Linked DNA regions of Gasterosteus aculeatus: region 2 is linked to region 1. Evidence: chromatin contacts called from public Hi-C data. All regions are on one chromosome and are shown on one strand. The core of a region is the stretch at or near the end of the contact, and the rest is flanking DNA. Distances in the headings are between cores, read along the strand shown.

Region 1 (2,700 bases), core at 54-2,553:
ATCCAGGAGGGAGGGGGAGCGGGGCCCGTGTGTTTGCCCCGTCGAGCCGAGACGTTCGGAGGCTTCGACAGCCATCAGATGCACAGCAGCAAAAGTAAGCCTCCGTGCAGACGAGCGGTGTGAAGACACTGAACCGCATCGACTCAGTGACCCAGAGCGGCAAAGGTTCACTGCTGAGTTGATGTGCAAGCAGGGGTCCGCATCCAGCACTTTTCCCACAATGCCGCTGTTCAGTGCAGTGTTAGGTCGGTACTTGGTCAGCAGAGTCGGCGCCTGAGGCGATGCCTCACCACTGGAGGCTTGAGTGCTCGGGATGGGACTCCAGTGGCACTGAGGCAGATATTGAGCCATCAAAGGCCTGGACTTTTATGTCAGTAGCAGCCTGCAGAACCACAAAACAATTTCTAGCCGTGTGAAGCTTTAAAAATATATAATAATACATACATTTTCCATATAGTTGTGCCTGTGTTTCTGAGTGTAAGTGGATCTAGCCGCCGGGTTCATCTCCATCTCCTGTGGTTTCCCTTTCTGTCAGGTGGAGACGTCGAGGAGAGCGAGGATACAGCGGGTGATCTGCGCAGGACGGAGTCCGACAGCGTTTTGAAGAAGGTCGGCATCTCAGCTGCCAATTACCCTTGAAGCCGCTACGCCCCCGCCCCTCAATGAGAATCTCCAGGCCGTGTGTGGGGGTGCATTTATGCGCCCACATTAACAACGCCATCGAGATGAATTTAGCCACTTCTCTCCCACCAGTGAATTAGCCTCTTGACTCCTCCTGCAAAGGGCCTGTTGCTAATGGCGACCATCAGTTGTATGCAAATTCAATAGTGGAGGAAAATGAATGGGCGGCCTTTAGGGGCTGCTGCCAGCCTCTGTAGTTGTTTATCCTGCAGAGATCCAGCAGCTGGACTGCACATGATTGTGTCTTAAATGTTTTAGTGGAGCCGGGCTACTCTGCTGCCATTCACTCTGCTAGCGTGATTTTTATTTCCGTTTTGTCCCGGGCGTAGAGCCAAAGTTCACAGGGGGTTCAGCAGTAAAAGAGCTGTTTGCAGAGTTCTCGATAATCTGTAAATGGAAAATGAATTCTTTGAGCTGTTAATGCCCTATTGAAAACCTAGTAAGTGAAAGACTGCTGTGTTCCTGTATCATTAATGTACACAGATACAATTAGATTTTTACAGTACACCCACATGTGCAGCTGTAATCCCATTCAGTCCTACACACTGTACAGTATGCACGGTACACACTCCATGATGTGTGTGTGTGTATATGTGAGTGCATCGCTGTGGCAGTGCTTAAGGGTGTGTTTTTGCTTGTGTGCAGGGAGGAAACGGCAACATGCTGCAGCTGCTAAAGAGGAACAGTGAGGTAACGTCAACTTCCTGTTTCTAACTCAATTAGAGCTGCTGCTGTCATGGGAGCCGTCTAAACTTCATCATCATGAATCTATCACCTGAAACAGCAGTAATGGCAGCAGCGCGAGTAGTAGTGTCGTGTTGTAGATTTTTGTTGTATTAGTGGTCTTACTGTGAAGCATCAACTCATGTGGCAGGCAAAGTAAACAGCTTGTTTCGAAGAGCACGCTTTAAATTATAGCTTTATAATGAAATGATGGTTAGAATTACAGAGAAAGGAAAATGATCTAAAAAGTGACATGAGTACCGCAGCCATGCTAGCGGCTCTGAAGCTGTTATTGTGAGCAGCCTTGTGCCATGTTTTGCATGCCTTCAATGAGGAACACGTTTGAATGATCAGCACGCACAAAGTTGACCTTTTTTATTGTTGGATTTGTTTTTTTTTGTTTATTAGAATTAAATCCTTTTAATTAGTCATAACCTAAATAATTAGAAAAATGTTGCCAATGATGGCGGTTCATGGACAGTCAGTTGATTAGCTGTTATTGTAAATCAGCTTCTATTCCAGCTATTCAGTAGATTCAATTCATTAGTTAAGAGAAAAATGTTCTCTGGTGGTGAGTTCAAGGACACGCTGCTGCAACCAGTCATCGAAATATCTTTACAGCTTGCAGATGGATTGCATGCCCGTATAATATTTGGTTAGAATTAGTAAATCGGAAATTGTTGATTTCTATTCTGTTTTCAGAGTAGAAAAGACAATAATGTTATGTATGTTCCCTACATTTAAAACTATTTCTGTTAATAAAAAGAGTTGTGAGAAGCTGCTATATTTTTAATAATTAACCGGCTATTGACCGGTTCCGCTAACTATTCCTACAGAAAATGTTTTATTTTAAGGATGCTGCTCATGCTCCTGTACATTTGATCACTTCTCATCCTCCTCCCTCTACTTCTTACACAGACAGCAATGGATGCCATGCTGCATTTATATTTGATGCACAAGACTTTTTGCAGATGTCACTCTTTATAAATATGCCTGTGCAGTCCGAGTTCACACGCGGCTGAATGCTCGACTCCATCGTCTCTTTGTTGTGCGTTTTTGAATGGAGTAAAAGTCCACACATCAGTTGGGGTTTAATGCTGGCTTTGCCTAAGAGTCCACTGAATTCACCTTGCATTAATCCTCCACTGGAGCTTTTACTTAGAAATGAATCTTTTCAATTCAAGTGCACCGATAAGCACAGACGGATGTTTTTAGTTGTGTATGCTCAGCGATTTCTCTTTTCCCGCAGCAGTTCCTCCACAGTGTCTCCAATCTGCATTACCTGCTCAGCACCCT
Region 2 (2,700 bases), core at 80-2,579, 35 kb after region 1:
TGCATTATATCTGCCTCCTCTCAGGAGCTTTCACGGCTGGGAGAAAATCACTGTGTTTGCTGATGATAATGCAATTAATTAAAGAGCCAATCATTTTAGCCCCGCATGTCTAAATTTGAATGGAACTCGTGACACATTGCTGCGAGTTGTACATGCCGACGCTGGCCTGTGTCTCTGCACATCATCAATTAACTTATTTTGTCGTTTTGCTCTATATGACCACTGTATTGCAAACCAGGTCTCCTTACGTATTTTGATATCCAAGGTGCTGAATAACAAGACAGCGGGCGACACAAACAAACAAACCCTCCCCTTCGTGTCTCTCTGCAAAGCTACTTCGGACTTTCTTTCTGACAATCTATTTCTCTATTCCTCCGTGTTGGTGAGGCTTAATGCATGTGTGTGTGTGTGTGTGTGTGTGTGCGCGCGTAGGCTACTGTGGCAGCTCTGTAGTTGACATTCCGTGCCAGATAAAAGGCCTCTGCTGCCATCCGTTTTTCCGGGGAGTTACGGGGATGATCACGCGATGCACCAGCTTGCCGTGGAGGGAGAAATAGATGTGGAAGACAGAGATAGACGAGGAGGCAAACATTGAAAGAGGAAGGCGGGGACCCGGATCCCCTACTGCAATCCACGTGCTCCTGTACAAGATGGTTAGCATGAAACAGGTGTGCACGTGTCAGGCAGTGTGTGTGTGTGTGTGTGTGTGGACAAAGGGGACACGGGCGTGAGATCCAGTCTAGCTGCAACGCTTCTCTGATGTCAGAGGAGACGGAGAAGGAGGGAGGCAGAAAAGAGGGGGGGAGTGAGAGATAATCAGACTGTAGGGGGAGAGAGAGAGAGAGAGAGAACCGTGGGGAGTCGTAATACCATCAGCAGGAAATGCTGCCGGGGGTTTTCTATTTTTCTTTCCTCACAGCCAGCGGAAAGGGGAAAAACCCCATCATGTCAGGTACACTCGTACAGCCTAAAATATGAACTTGGATGTGTGCGCGATTTTTCTTTCGCTCGGTCCACAGGGATCCGATGTGCTCTCCAGTGAAGCAAAGTGTAGGCTGTTTGTAAACCACGCACATTCAAATCTCCAGACGGACGGTGCCGCAGTGTAAAACTGTGTAATGTGTCTGACTGGCTGATTATCTACGAGCTAAAAATACCCACCGTCGCTCACTGTATTTACTTTGAGAAATTACCATTTGCTCCAAGAACAGCATGCAATGTGGACGCAGGGGATGTGCAGCAGCCGCGGGCAGGTAAGTGGGGGCGGTGGATTCGCTGTCGTGTGCGCGTGCATGCGGCAGCAGCCACTTCCTGATGTTTGGGTTGCGAATCTGTGGTTCGTCAATCGGGGATCATAGTGCCTGTTGCCCTGGCAACTCCACCGTCGTCGGCTCATTTGTACCGAGTCTGTGAGAGGCGTTTCTGAAAGGCACTTTCCATCAGCTGTGAATATTGGCAGCGGGAATAAAAATAGGCCTGGAGAGGGAATGAGTAGGTCACAGTTGCTCTAAATAAAATGAAAACCTTCTCCACGCAAATACGGGCCTGACGACACAGGAGGAAAACCCAAATATGGGTTTCGCCCGAAGTGACGCAGCTCAGTCGGCCTCCGTCATTTGTGAAGTGGTTACCGTCACTACGCCTGTCGAGCTTTGCCTCCTCCACCGACATGCAGGTTACTGGCGTGTTCACCACTTCCTCAGTAACTTTGGAAGTAGATCTCTGATGTCAGACAAAGGGAAGCAGAAGCAGCTTCTCATTTACGGCTCGCTACAGAGTTTTGCAGTGCCGCCGCCACCCCCGAAAGATAAACTTTGCAATTAGCCGCACAACTTGTCGGTGTAGCAAAAGGTGAAATACCTCCAAACCAATCTGCCCAATATGAGGCTACGTTGTTACCACTCGTACTACAAGATTCAAACCTTTATTTTGTCCTAAAAGTGGTTTGATTACATCTCGCTCTGTATGCTATGCTGTTCAAATGGTTTGTTAAGTCTTTTTTCCTATTGATATTACAAACAGGGCTTTTAAGGTGAATAGTCCAGCTAGTGCCCGGTGAACGTGACATTATATGAATTGTAGCTTTCATTTGCTCAGATCAGCTTAAACGCTGATATCCAGGAGCAGCTTCTTCACAATATTAATACTACTCAATGATTAAGAAACACTCACTTACTCACTGTAAGCTAGTTAGCTGGGCTGCTAACACTATTGCTAATGTTAGCCGTCAAACGTATAGCAGACTCACATTTTAATCACTTTCAGTCTTGTATTGTCGGTTGCTGAGAGGACCGTTCAGGTAATTTGAGACCATTTCCAGGTGTGATATGACTAAAACAATAGCACAAATCTTTCTTTGGGTAATTTATCATTATAAAAGCAATATATTTTTGCATTTCAGTTGGTCTTATTTTTGTTTCAAAGGAAAATTAGACAGATTTACGGCTCTATGTTCTTTTCCTCTGGCGGTGTTGGTAATTTGCTTACTCGTCTTGGCTCAGCAATAATGAATGAATTCAGGGAATAAGAAACGACTGAAATATGCTGTTGATCATTCTGGTAGAGGAAGTTAATGGGAAATCTCAAGTTTCAAGGCTCAATGTGTCTATCGATGTCCTTTCTAATAAATTCATGCGTCAATAGGAGATGATGATGCAATTGTCATACTTACATTTTTTTGTTGCAAAGGCCACGTTTTAC

What was found. A called contact is a pair of places that touch in the nucleus more often than the background predicts.
Region 2: a contact with region 1 is called in a Hi-C map of tail fin, with 2.0 times the contacts expected there. The contact joins two enhancer-like sites. A contact is called at or near these places in 4 of 6 Hi-C or Micro-C datasets (liver, skeletal muscle, tail fin and 1 more).

What each region holds. Positions count from the first base shown.
Region 1 is chr12:6,101,413-6,104,112 of fGasAcu3.hap1.1, forward strand. akap13a (A-kinase anchoring protein 13a) reads left to right here. Exons shown (of 38, transcript XM_078085222.1): 31 at 1-94; 32 at 536-609; 33 at 1,327-1,371; 34 at 2,657-2,700. Among protein-coding and RNA genes, the nearest start is that of LOC120814965, 9.0 kb to the right of the region's middle. Within about 2 kb of position 1,304, at least 5 of the 9 cell types and tissues checked have open chromatin away from gene starts, as enhancers often do.
Region 2 is chr12:6,136,157-6,138,856 of fGasAcu3.hap1.1, forward strand. No RefSeq gene overlaps it. Among protein-coding and RNA genes, the nearest start is that of LOC144385311, 16 kb to the left of the region's middle. Within about 2 kb of position 1,330, at least 3 of the 9 cell types and tissues checked have open chromatin away from gene starts, as enhancers often do.